2 separate regions of the Zea mays genome follow, and region 1 is linked to region 2. A link is a contact called in public Hi-C data. All regions are on one chromosome and are shown on one strand. Each heading gives the region's core, a stretch centred on a gene start, on an enhancer-like site or on the middle of the called end of the contact. The rest is flanking DNA. Distances are from core to core; before and after follow the strand shown.

Evidence for each region. A called contact is a pair of places that touch in the nucleus more often than the background predicts.
Region 1: a contact with region 2 is called in a Hi-C map of tassel, with 1.9 times the contacts expected there. The contact joins the promoter of LOC100282845 here to the promoter of LOC100279453 in region 2. A contact is called at or near these places in 2 of 25 Hi-C or Micro-C datasets (ear and tassel).

The regions. Positions count from the first base shown.
Region 1 is chr5:207,526,669-207,533,038 of Zm-B73-REFERENCE-NAM-5.0, reverse strand. It overlaps LOC100282845 (Phosphoribulokinase), which reads right to left and starts at 4,705. Exons shown (of 5, transcript NM_001155751.1): 1 at 3,974-4,705; 2 at 3,713-3,797; 3 at 3,512-3,596; 4 at 3,112-3,356; 5 at 2,437-2,931. The coding sequence starts at 4,524. The coding sequence ends at 2,680.
Region 2 is chr5:207,379,504-207,385,977 of Zm-B73-REFERENCE-NAM-5.0, reverse strand. It overlaps LOC100279453, which reads left to right and starts at 1,324. Exons shown (of 3, transcript NM_001152458.1): 1 at 1,324-1,470; 2 at 1,953-2,138; 3 at 2,591-3,105. The coding sequence starts at 1,411. The coding sequence ends at 2,818. LOC100501892 (P-loop containing nucleoside triphosphate hydrolase superfamily protein) reads right to left here. Exons shown (of 7, transcript NM_001196531.1): 4 at 6,085-6,175; 5 at 5,263-5,599; 6 at 5,029-5,177; 7 at 3,761-4,537. The coding sequence ends at 4,021.

The DNA.
Region 1 (6,370 bases), core at 3,456-5,955, 140 kb before region 2:
TGTGATCTAAATGCTTCTTCATAAAATGGTAGTGCCCTAAGTAAATTTTAGTTCAAAATGAATAGAAATAGGGCTCGATCCTTAAATCTTATAGTGTAAAATTTAGAGCCTCGTTGTCACCCCTAATCCTGGTTGGTGGTTGCTTGGGAATGGGCAATCAAACACTATGTACCTGCATTCACGTATATAGGCTAGGCTCAACCTGCATCTGGGCCTAGACCAGGCTCTCTGCCCATCCTAACAACCAATCACACAGATCATGATGGGTCTGTATGAATCGCTACGGATCCCATCATCGAAAAACCAATCAGTATCGATCATAATCGATCGGTAACGATCGTCCATTGACACATGACTTTTCTGATTGATTTGTACTATTTTAAATTTCAAAAATTTATTAAAATAATCCAAAAATAAAAAAACTAGAATCCTGGCTATAAATAGAAGAGGGTTTAAATTCATTCACATATTTCACACTTTAAATTTCTGTACCACCTCCTAGTCATCTCACCCTCGTTTCATTCGAGTACAATATTATTGAGATGTCTTTGTCGAGTTCTAACATTGAGATGACCGAATATAAGGTGATCGAGGTGCTACGACAAACTTTAATGGAGCAAGCGAGAGACCTTGCCTCCAAGTCTACCACAACGAGGAGTCGAAGGGCTCAGTGTCGGAGCTACATTGACCGAGGTTGTGAAGCAGGCGAAGGAGCCTATTCCTTCAAAACTTGGAGAGGTTAGGTACCCCTCTACTTCACTTTTAGAACTGATACACTCAAACATAACTATTTCTCCTCCCACCAGAAGTACACATTTTCCCTACGCATGCTTGTGTACGGCAGCATTGCTGACTCTATTGATGTATACATCAAAATAGGAAAAAGTTTTGTCTTAGATTTCCTCAAACTATTTTGAAGAGGTGGTTCAGTTGTCGTCCCATTATTGATAATCTCAAGTGGCTATTATCTAAGGGGGAGGAAAGGAGGTTTTCTTGTATGATATGGAGTATCGATTACTTGCATTGCAAGTGAAAGAACTGCTCCACTGGATGGAGAGAATAGTTTGTAAGGAGCGACATTGGATACCAGACCATCATGCTCGAGGCAGTTTCCTCATATGACTTGCGGATTTGGCATATCTTTTTTGGGTGGCATGGTCAAACAACGCCATCAACATGCTTAGTTAGTCATTGTTGTTCACTAACATGTTCAAAAGTGAAGCTTCAAATGTGAACTTCGCGGTGAATGGTCATGAGTGCAACTAAGAGTATTACCTTGTTGATGACATCTACCCTTGGTGACCGGTGTTTGTGAAGACCATTTCTCTCCCACATACTCTAAAGCAGCAGATATTTCTTGCATGCCAGATGGACACACAGAAGGATGTATAGGATGTTTGTGAAGACCATTCCTCGTACTGTAGCATGGCTGGCACGCTACAATACCTAAACATCACTACGCTAGATATTGCATATGTTGTGCAACAACTATGTCTGCACATGCACTCACCATGCGATTGCCACTCTTCCTTCCTCAAACGAGTTATGCACTACATCAAGGGCACAACCACATTCGGTGTTAAGCTCCATGCCCCAGCCTTACCGTCGATCACAACTTATAGCGACATCGATTGGGTCGGGTGCCCTAATACAAGGCACTCGACATCTGGCTTTTGTGTGTTCCTCAGGGATGCTCTCATGCCCCGGCCATTATTGAAGCGACAACCAACAGTCTCTAGGTCGAGTGCGAAGGTCGAGTATCGTGGGATCACCAATGTCTGACTACACAATTTTCTTAGTGAACTTCACTTCAATGTCCCTAAGGCGACCATCACATATTGTGATAATGTTTCTTCCATCTACTTGTCCTAAAACCATGTGCATCACCGAGGGGGCAAGCATATTGTATTGGACATCCATTTTGTTAGGGATAAAGATGCTCTAGAGGACATGCGTGCGCCGCACATTCCTAGTGCACGATGGTTTGCAGGCATCCTCATAAAAGGACTATCAATGATCCTATTCAATAACTTCCACAACAGTCTCGTTGTCATCTACTCAGTCGTCTAGACTAAGGGGTGTTAGCATGCACAACAATTTGGTTTCTTGAGACTAATTTTAGTTTCTAGATTTTATTTTATTGTAGTCTCTAAATTGACAAATACACAAACACCCCCTTAGCCACTCACCGCAACGGCCCGTTTAAGGCCCTATTTTAAACCTCTAGAGCTAAAAAATTGTTGGCTGGGTTGAAACAACTACCAACTAATAGCTATATGAGAAGTATAGCTAACAATAAACTGGTTCATTAGCTGATCCGTTTTAAACTTTTTAGCTAATTTTAGCTACTAACTATTAATTTTAGAGGTTTGGAAAAGGGCTAACACACTCCGCTCACGCTACGCCGCAGACTGCCAACGCTCGCCAGTATGCATAGCTCATCCTGTACATGTATAAATATTATACCATACGATTAATACAACGTGTGGTGATTCTTGATCTATCGAGTTCTCACTCTCTTCAAGAGGGATTTCAAGAAATTCCATTGCACGTTTTCCTGAGTTCTGCAATGACATTTCTATACCTCCTAGCTCGCCATATATCCCAACAGATGCGAAGGTTGTTACTCCCATTGAGTTCGGAGAGCTGTAGTTTTAGGACATCTGAATGCATAGATCGTTAAACTTTTGCTGCTTCCGCTGGTACACCAGCCCTCTCAGCAACAATCTGTTCATAGAGGTCTCTAATCTTCAGTCCAATGATGGTCTGGAAGAGACCTGTCCCGTTGTTGCTACCTGGGAAGTCTGCATGCTTTAGCATTTGTTGTGTCACCTCTCCGTAGAACTTGGTTGAAAGGTTGCTTAGATGGCTCTCCACGTAGATGAGCTCATCTAGTCTGTCGAATTGCCCATCCATCTCCAGAACAGATACCTGAAGACATCAAGCAAATGCTGACTCTGTAAAGCCTTTGGGTCAGGTAGAGACTGATCCAAACATATAGTTGGCCAGCCAAGCAAATTCTTCTTCACAAGTCTAAAAAGAGGTAACTGAGACTACTTGCTAGGACTTTTGCGCGAGGGATTGAAGTGGACAAATAGACAGATGGATTACCTCGTTTCCGAAGTAAGTGTCCGGGCCATAGGAAAATTTGATGCCAGGGTAAGAGCATGTGAGCTTTCTTCCACAAGGCACCCAGCTGATGGTCGATCCTTCGTCAAAGAGATAAACCGGGTTGAAGTTCTTCACCCCTTCTTTCATGATGAGCTTAACACGCAGCACCTTTCCTTCGTTGTCGTCGGGAATCAACTGGGTCGGCAGAACTTCAATCACAGCATCAGCATACTGCTTCTGCGGATCTGTCACACCAAGTAGCAAGTAGTAAGCTCTAACATGTCTCCATTTCTTGACTAGATATTTGATTGATTGATGTCGCATTTTGCTGTATATCCTAGGTTTATTGAGAAGCGGTTTTATACTGATTATAACATATATAGTTGGAAGAATGCCGTACCAATAAAGGCATCAAAATCTGGTTTCCTGGCCTCGATACTGGCCTTGATGCTTTCAAGGCTGTGCCCACGCTCTGCCATGTCCCGCTGCCAAAGCACCGGTAGTATTTTAGAGGATACTATACTAGAAAACAGCAGAAAGATCCCCTTCTTCACTGGCTCATGTGGAACAACAAACATAAAAGTGTTTCTGCTCAGCTGACCTGGATTTTCCATGCAAACTTAACTTCATCACTGATGTCCAAGTAGATACTGAAATCTAAGAGGTCCCTCACTCGCTCATCGAACCTGGTGTAAGAAAACAAAATCTTGTTACTTCCACTTGTTAGAGTTTATGCCGGGAAAGCTTATTGTCGCCATGTACCTGACAACTAATCAAATAGAGCCAAGTGTGGAAGAATTGACCGGGGTATATATGCAGTAGCGTAGTGAGTGGAACAAGGGCACACAGAGCGTGAGCTTACATTGGGTGCAGACCTTCAATGACGAAAATCTTTGGTGGCGCGATAAGCTCCGGAGGGTCGAGGAGGCCAGTGACATGGTTGTAGATGGGCTTCTCGACTGCCTGGCCTTCCTTGATCGCCTTCACCTGCTCATACATGAGATCAAAGTTGTTGGCCCTAGGGTCGAGGGCGGTCACACCTTTCTCCTTCCTGCCGTTCCTGTCCAGGGAATGGTAGTCGTCGAGGCATATCACTGTCGTGGTGTCACTGATGAGCGTGTTGGAGTCCGGGTTCCCGCCCTTGGGCGGCTCCGCGGCGCCACCGAAGACGCTGGTGAGCCGGCGCATGAAGGTGCTCTTGCCGCACCCTGAGTCTGCCGCCAGGCCAATCACCACCGGCTTGTCGACGGAGCACGAGACCTGGAAGCTCCTTGCCCCTCCGTGCCTCCTGCCGCCGCCGCTCCTCCTGTTGCTGGTGACGAAGATGACTTGCTTCTGCCTCAGACCTGCGTTCGAGACGGTCGTGCATGGGGAGCGCAGGGAGGTGGTAGTGTGCGCGCTGCAGATCGCCATCGTGTCTGCGTGCGCGTGCCGGCGTTTGTCTTCTTCCCACCAAGCCAAGCCTTGTGGTGGATGGGAGTGGCACTTGAAGAGAAGAAGAATAGGGAGAGTGGGATGGTGGATGTGGAGCTACAAGATAACAAGAACATGAGGACGAAATGCGGATGGCAATGATGTGGTGTCCCTATTTTTCACATTCTTTTTTTTCTTCTGATAATATCAAGGGCAGCTTGTAGTGAGCTGAAAATGAGTTCTCCATTCATTTGCAGCGAGTGTATTTTGTCAGTATTGAGTTTCTCCTTTCATTCATTCACCGCAACTCCGCGAATGTATTTTGTCAGTATTGAGTTCTTCCTTTCATTCATTAGCAGCGAGTGTATTTTGTCAGTATTGAGTTCTTCCTTTCATTCATTCGCATATAGATTGTATCTTGTCAGTATTGAATTCCTCCTTTCATTCATACGCAGCAAGCGTATTTTGTCAGTATTCCTCCAATCCTCCTCTGGACACTAAATTTTTCTTGTGAGAAAGCTTTAAGATTTTCACGACCATTCTTCCTGTTGATGCTTCTAACATGCCATGGCGAGGTTTCATATAGCGAGTTAAATGCGGCGTACAGTGGAAGTACGTATTTGAGATTTCCGTACTTGTCTGTATTTTTTGGCCTGGACCTCACTTGTGCTTTTTTTTATCCCATTGCTGATTAGCTGATGCCTGACTAGTGATGGCCAAGGACGCTCGAGGGAAAGCTTGGTTGAGGTTTCATGAATATAGATATGGTTTCACCACGTGGCGTCGCAAGGATGGCTGGCTGCAGATGAGGGAATGATGGGTAGGCTGGAGGCGCGAGACCTGGTAGGTCTTTGGGAGCATGGTGTTGATGATCGTGGTTCGTGGCCGTAACATGCAACGCTGCGCTGCGCACCATATGTATGTTCTTGGCCCCGGTTCCAATTCTAAAAGAGTTTTTTTAAAAAAACATTTCTAATTATTTAAAAATTATTTTTCAAAACTAACCAGGCGCTATACTATACCATACCGTATGGTGCGACTGACCTGTCATTGATTGCTAGGGTTTAAAGGGAAAATATATTTTGATAGAGATGTTAGGGATTTTAGGTAGGTCAAACACGATAAAAACTTTGGTTGAATGTAGTTGTATATGTGCTCTATATTTAGATTAGTTATTTAGTTGGAAAGTTGGCATATTTATGTTTAGGTTAATCTTGGTTAGTATCTTTGGTTTTTAGGTTTTAGTTTGTTAGTAATAATATTTAGTTTTAGATTTAGTTTTAGTTTTAGTTTGTTTGTTAATATAGGTTATATGTTCACATTAATTTAAAATGCTTAGTTTATTCTATAAGGCAAAGAGACTTGTTCTCTTAGAATTATCTATTTTGGTAGATGCAAGACATGTGGCACGAGTAGTAGTGAAAATAGGGTCATCATAAAGATTTATATTTAGACGTGTCTTGCAAGGATATATATATACCTATCTCTCGTGAGCTATCAATGACTAACTATGACTGTGTTGAGCTAGCCATGTGCCCCAATCGAGGCATTTAGTCACAAATGCTCATTGCTTCTATATATGCAAACATTTTAATGAGACAATTAGGTCTTAGCTGGTGGAATCCAAGGTTGATGTAACCTCTCTCCTCCCTTACACTATAAAAGGGATGAGCAGAGTAACATTTCAAAGGTTGAGCATGCTAAATCCAAATTCTAGTCGTGTAGACCAGGGGGTTCAGATGACACACGCTCTAGGGTAGAATCACTCTATGTTGGAGACTTGTTCTCAAATGCTATGAGTTAAGAACAAGACAACACAGAGAATGTTAAACGATAAAGTCCTTCG
Region 2 (6,474 bases), core at 75-2,574:
GGGTGGTTGTCTATGTATTGTGGGATGTAAGGTGGATGATACGAAGCAGTATGCATGACCTGCTTCGGCTGAGCTTGTTGAGATGCAGCTTCGGCTATTTCCTTTTGCTTCTGGATTGTAATATGGCACGTCCTGGTGGTATGGCCCTTGCTTTTTCCACAGAACAAGCAAAACAGTTTCCTTGGTTGATCTCCGAATCTTCCGCCGAAGCCCCTGGCGCCTCTGCCTCTTGGAGCTGGTGGCCGGAAGAAAGTTTGTTGTTGCCCCGAAGCCTGTGAGGAGCACTGCGGTCTGTTCTGCTGACTCCCCTTATCATCATTCTGAGTAGAGTTGTGGATGGACCTGACATGCCTCGGATAGGATCTTCCTCCGAAGCCCCTGGTCATTTCAGAAAATCTGAAGGCCTCCTCCCTTCTTTGGCGAAAGTCATTGTCAGCACGAATGTACTCGTCCATCTTTTGGAGCAGCTTCTCCAGGGTCTGAGGAGGCTTCCTAGCAAAGTATTGAGCTGGTTGGGGTCCAGCGGTTGCGGTGCTGCAGCCCCAGTCGCTGAAGCTTTCTTCGGCGCCATAGCGAGGGTCTATAGCTTCCGAAGGTGTTCAAAAAACTCGAAGTGGAAGTGAGTTCACCGGAGGTGGGCGCCAATGTTGGGGACTTGTTCTCAAATGCTTCGAATTAAGAACAAGGCAACACGGAAAATGTTAAGTATTAAGGTCCTTCGTCCTTCATAACGATATATCCCTTCGGGATATATAGCATCTCGGACGAAGGTTACAAAGAACATACCTTCGTAAGCATAACAACGAAGAATAAAGCATTCACATAAATCATGAAATAAACATGTGGATATTATCATAGAATTATCTCTACTTGTATTAATGAATATAAATGACTTTGAAGTACAAATGTACCTTCGGTCTTGCGGAAGGCAAAAAATACGAATGTGATGCGAAGGCAAAAAGCAGGTTCGCATGAACAGTACAGAGGTACTGTTCACCTATTTATAGACACAAGTCGCAGCCTGTGACGAATTACAATTATGCCCCTTGCGGAAGTTTACAACATTGACTCGGACATACATGTATAAAAAGGTCATTCTGCCTCTATGTCGGTTTAAAACGCCGAAACTCTATGAAAAGGGACCTTCGGCCATCTCTTAGAAACGACTTTAGCCGAAGCTGCTTCTTCGTGTGAGACCTTCGGCGTACCGAAGCACGACCCCAACAACTAATTAATAATCAGCTTACTAAAAAAGCAGAAAAAAGAGAGATCTAATAAAACCATTCGGAGAGCCGGACAGGTCAATCACTGCTACTCCTACATCGATCAGTGCTGTGTAGACAAGAAAAGCGGGCAGCTTCGTTCAACCCCGAGAAAGCTTGGAGCCAGAGCAGGGGGGGCGAAGAGACGATGGTCGGGATCTTCTCCAGGTTCTCCGCCGGCGCCCACCGCCGCTCCAAGAGCGTGGCCGTGAGTTATCTCTTCCCCCTCTTTCTCCTTCCCCTACTATGCCCACTTTGTACTTCCGTGTCGTTTCTGCTGTAGTTTACTTCCCCAACTCCAAGAAAGGGTCTGCTTGTTTATAACCAGCATATCAGGTCAACAGTAGGTTAGCTTAGCTTCTACAAGGCGTGCAAGGGTCAGATTTGAGCTGGTTTCATTTGCCCCCCTCCTATTTGTTCATGGGTGGATTCTGCTGTCTCCGAGACTCGGTACCTTGCCTTTTTAGTTCCTCTTCCGATTCTTTGATCGGCATGGTTGTAGTTGTAGGTTGCCATTTTTTTGTTATCTTTTATGTTATCTTTTTTTTTTTTGTCATTCGATTGAATTTGGATGGTCTTGCGGCTCGAAAATTGGGGAAAGTAGATTGGCTAAAGCCAAGCATCAGAAGTAATGACCTTACTGTGATCAAGTCTGGCCTAATTTGTGGGAAATCTGCTTTCATCCTGCAGGAGGCTGTCGAGACGCTGGCCCCCAACATAAGTACAGGAGAATCTGACCCAGCGGCAGCTGTTCCTGCGGAGAGCCCCCATGGCATCGAGGTTGGTGTTGAGTTCAAGCCAGTGGAGCGCCCCGTGGAACCTATCAATCTTGATGAGCCAGTGAAATGCCCGCTTCCTGAGCCGTCTATACTGCACGTAAGCCATCCTCTCAGTTCCAGTGGTTTATAGAAAAATGGCTCTAGAATATCAATTTATTGACAAGGCGATTAACTTTCTTTTCTTGCATCGTTCAGTATTAAACGGTATCAGGAAACTTTCTTGTGCTGCAGAATGTGATGTTAAACCATTCTAGTAAACTTCCTTGTGTTGTGTTACAGAATTAGTTACTCGATGCTTGAACTTATTGTTGCGTAAACTGATCGATGGATGATGCTAGGATAGGAGGATATGTGGTGTTTTCAGTATCAAATGCAGACCATATTAGAAATCTTTCTTGTGCTGCAGACTTAACTGCTAGGTCTCATCTTGACAGTCTGGTCTTGTATATGCTTCAAGTTCGACGTTTCCTTAGCAGTAAAGCATCAGCTATTCCAGTCTTTACTTGTTCCCTTATCGGTTTGATCGGTTGATGGTCCGATGGATGCTAGGACGGGAGGATATGGAAGGAGAAAATGTCTTCAGTCAGCACGAGGGTGAGAACAGACTTGCCGGTCGTGAAGGAAGGGTCGCAGCTGGAGCCTGACGGTAGCAGCGCTAGGTCACGATCTGCAGTTCCAAGGCGCGCCATACTGCCCTCCGTAAGCGCGCCCGAGCACAACATCCTAGCGCTGCTTGACGAGTGCGACGTCTCCGGGAGCCGTGGCTCTGCTGAATGAGCTCGAGTTGGGCGTCGCCAGCACATTGTAACTAAACTGCGTTTGCCACGAGCTGATCTGAGCACAGCAAACCTTACAGTATGTCTGAAAAGAATTGGAACTACGCAACAGATCTTTTGTCTGGATTGTATCTATAAATACGAGTGAAAGCGTTTTGGGGAAATTGTCTCGCACTTGTCGGAGGCAGTTATGGTTACTGAAACTGAAACACTTGGTTTTGTGTTGTAACTTTTGCACTGTTGAGTGCGAGCATGCAGCTCTGAATGTGACGCCAAGTTGTCAAGTGCAAAATGAACTGGAAAATTTGTTACGGGTAGGCAGTGGTTGCTACTTATCTATCAAATCTCAATTCGCTTGCCCGTAGATTTGCCGCTACCGCCGACAGCCGCAGCTGCGGTGCCGTCGGCCTCACCGGGATCGTGGGCCATGCCATGCATGACATGCCTGGCGACTGGAGCAGGAGACGGTGGCGACAGGTTAGGTCCGGGCGGTTGTGACAGATGATAATGCCGGATCGCCAACAGTGGGACGACTCGAGTTGAGGCACAGCGGACGAACATTTTTACTGTGAGAGAATGTCACTTGTAGGTATCGACGGCGCAGGACATTGTCGCGCACCAGCGAAGATGGGTGAATGGAACTGCTCAATTCATTCACGGGCAGAGCGGTACTATAGACTCTAGATTTTAATTTTACACTATAAACTTTATAAAGATCAAATTAGATTAGGATCGGACTCTATTTATATTTGTTTTTTTAACTAAAATTATTTAAAGGTTCTAACTTATTGTGACGAGCATCAGTAGGTACGACACATCTACAAGAGCTGCAAAACAATGCCAACACCATTATAGCCACTGGCTCACTGTCGATTATTGTCAGTAAATCAGACTATTTTATGACGAGCATCAGTAAGAAGATAGAAGACTGACCAAACAGTATAATGCATCAAAACGGGGCCAGCTTGCTGGGTGTGTGTGTGACCTGTCGCCAAAGTTTCCATCACATGCCACATGCAACCCTCATCTCTTATACCAAAAAAGTTACCATCGCCTACCACCTTAGACCAACCTGGTAAGGCAAATGGAACAAAAGAATAACACGGGGCATGCAAAACGCCTGCCCGATGAAGCAATCTATCCCGGGGGGGAAACACAGTACATCCCACGGCAAAATGGGGGTGAATCAAAAAAATTGGTAAACTAGGCATCCTGCTTTGGCTCCTCACCGGCTAATCTTCTCCGCTGCTTGTGCTCAGCGACCTTGTAGTCCACAACCTCACGGAACAGGCCTGGGGTGAGCTCGCAGTCCTTGCTCCCATAGACAGCGGCCTGGACGCTTGCCATCATCTTCGCTATCTCTCTTCCAGAGAAGCCCTGGGTCCTGGATGCCGCCTCCCGGATCAGGTCATCAGTGATGCCTTTCACCTCAATCTTCTGGGGCTGGCGACGGAAGAACTGGAGCCAGCTCTTCTCATGTTTGTCACCAGCTTTGATTATGTACTTGTCCAGATATAGCTTCAGGAGCTTGAATCGCTCATCTTCCCCAGGCAGGGGAAATTCCAGGACCTCATCAATACGGTCAGCAACAGCAGAGTCAAGATCACCGGGTCTGTTGGTGGCAAGTGCAAGGACAATGTCCTTGGATTGGTCACCTGTGCGGAAGAGGAGAGCATTCAGGGCACTCCTTTGAGCTTCACTCATGTAAGTTTTGTTCCGTCTGCAGGGTACAAAAAAACAATCTGAGATGTCACAACACTACAATTTGCAAGCTAAGGGAGACAAAACACAACTGAAATATAATTGGATCTTTGCACACTCAAAATAGAACAATGGCAGAAAATAATTGATGCAATACACTTCTACTACAGAATACTAAATTTCTATTGCAAATTGTAGTGTTCTTAATAATGTACTTAATAATTTCACTGCTTAACTGCCCCTCTCTATACATTTCAAGTCACCGAACAGTTGGTGATTAGTTATAGTTATAGAGCCGCACATTTCTATTGCAAAATCATTTGTGCTAGATGAATTGACTTAATAGCATCATAAGTCAACACGGTAGATTTGAACTCTCTTGGTAATCACGAAAATACGGCTATGCTAGCAACAGAAAATTTCTGGACTCCATGCTATGATGCTGAAAATTCAAATGGTGTCATGGAAGTCCAAACAAGAAAAGTGTCTGAAGATTTTGTTTGCACTTACTCGCACAAGAAAGCATCTGCTTCATCTATGAAGAGAAGCAAACCCCTGTTAGATTTCTTCGCCCAGTCAAACAACTGATGAATCTTGGTGACTGCTTGTGATCCCAATGGTGCAACATCTCCACCAGTCATTAGTGCATAATCTAATCCCTGTAAGTGGCGACAACATTAGTGGGACAGTAGCATTTCAAACATTTTTATTGATGCTGACATAGGTATGGTCTATAAAACATACAGAATTGCGAGCAAGTTCTCGTGCTGCCATGGTTTTCCCTGTGCCAGGAGGCCCATAGAAAAGCATGTTCCTGAAAGGAGCTTGATGAAGTTTTGTATTGGCCGTGGCATTAGCAAGCTGCTTCACTCTCTTCTGGAGAGAAGGATTTAGAATAACATCACCAAACCCATTTCTGTCCTTCCCTAGGTTGCTTCCATTCTTCAGTTTGCTAGTCAGGGTACTTGTAGCACGTGAGAGGAAACCAGACCAGGGATATTTCCCACGTGATGACTCCCTTATCAGTGATGGCTGACCCAGGATACGATCAACATAGCCCCAGACTACTCTTGCACCCTCCCTGGGAAAAATACGTGAACGGTGAATCTATGTAAGGACATCAAGCAAAAAAGTTAAGTTTTTAGTGCATGAATAAAGTGTGGAAAAAACTACCTCCAAAAAAATCAACAGAAAGCTTATGTTCATTTGTGCAGATTCCTCATGCATCATTTGAAATAAATGCATTGGTCTTGAAATAAAATGTGGTAGATATAGGAATCATCCAAAGCAAACAAAGGGGCAAATTTAGAAGAAATAGAGCAACTACTCATACTGTGACTACTCCTAGAATTCAAACCCATAAATTGCATAAGATGTGACTCTAGCACCCCAAATGGTTTCTTATTCATCATTGAGTTTAAAAGCTGAGAGGTGGATACACAGCAGCAGTTTAATTCAGCAACTTTGAGCTCCAATGCAGATTAAGAAACAGTGGAGTTGCAGTGAGTCTGTGAGTGAACCACAACTAAAACCGGAAATTGAAACAAAGTCCACCATGAACTTTACCTTGTTGTGTATATCCCTGCAGCAAGTGCTGTTACCCCTCCAACTGCTACCACTAGCTTATTTTGGTCGGTTAATATCGTTCGCAAACCACCTGGGGAAAAAGGGAAAGAAGATATCACACAAAAAAGGTGTCACAAAGTTTTATATGTCACCACTCACCACTGAAGTTCCATAATATAATAAGCATATAAAGACCCCTAACATCTGCGGAAGGGCGCCTAGCCGAGTGGTTAGGACGTCGAGTAGCATGCCTCAGGTCTTGGGTTAAATTCCACAGGGAGAGCATTTCAGTCTAAGGTTAAAAAAATCCCCTCGTCCGCCCCATAAACCAAAGCATAGGTCTATGGCATGGCCCAATTCTCACTTGGGCAATGGATTCCGCTGTGTAAG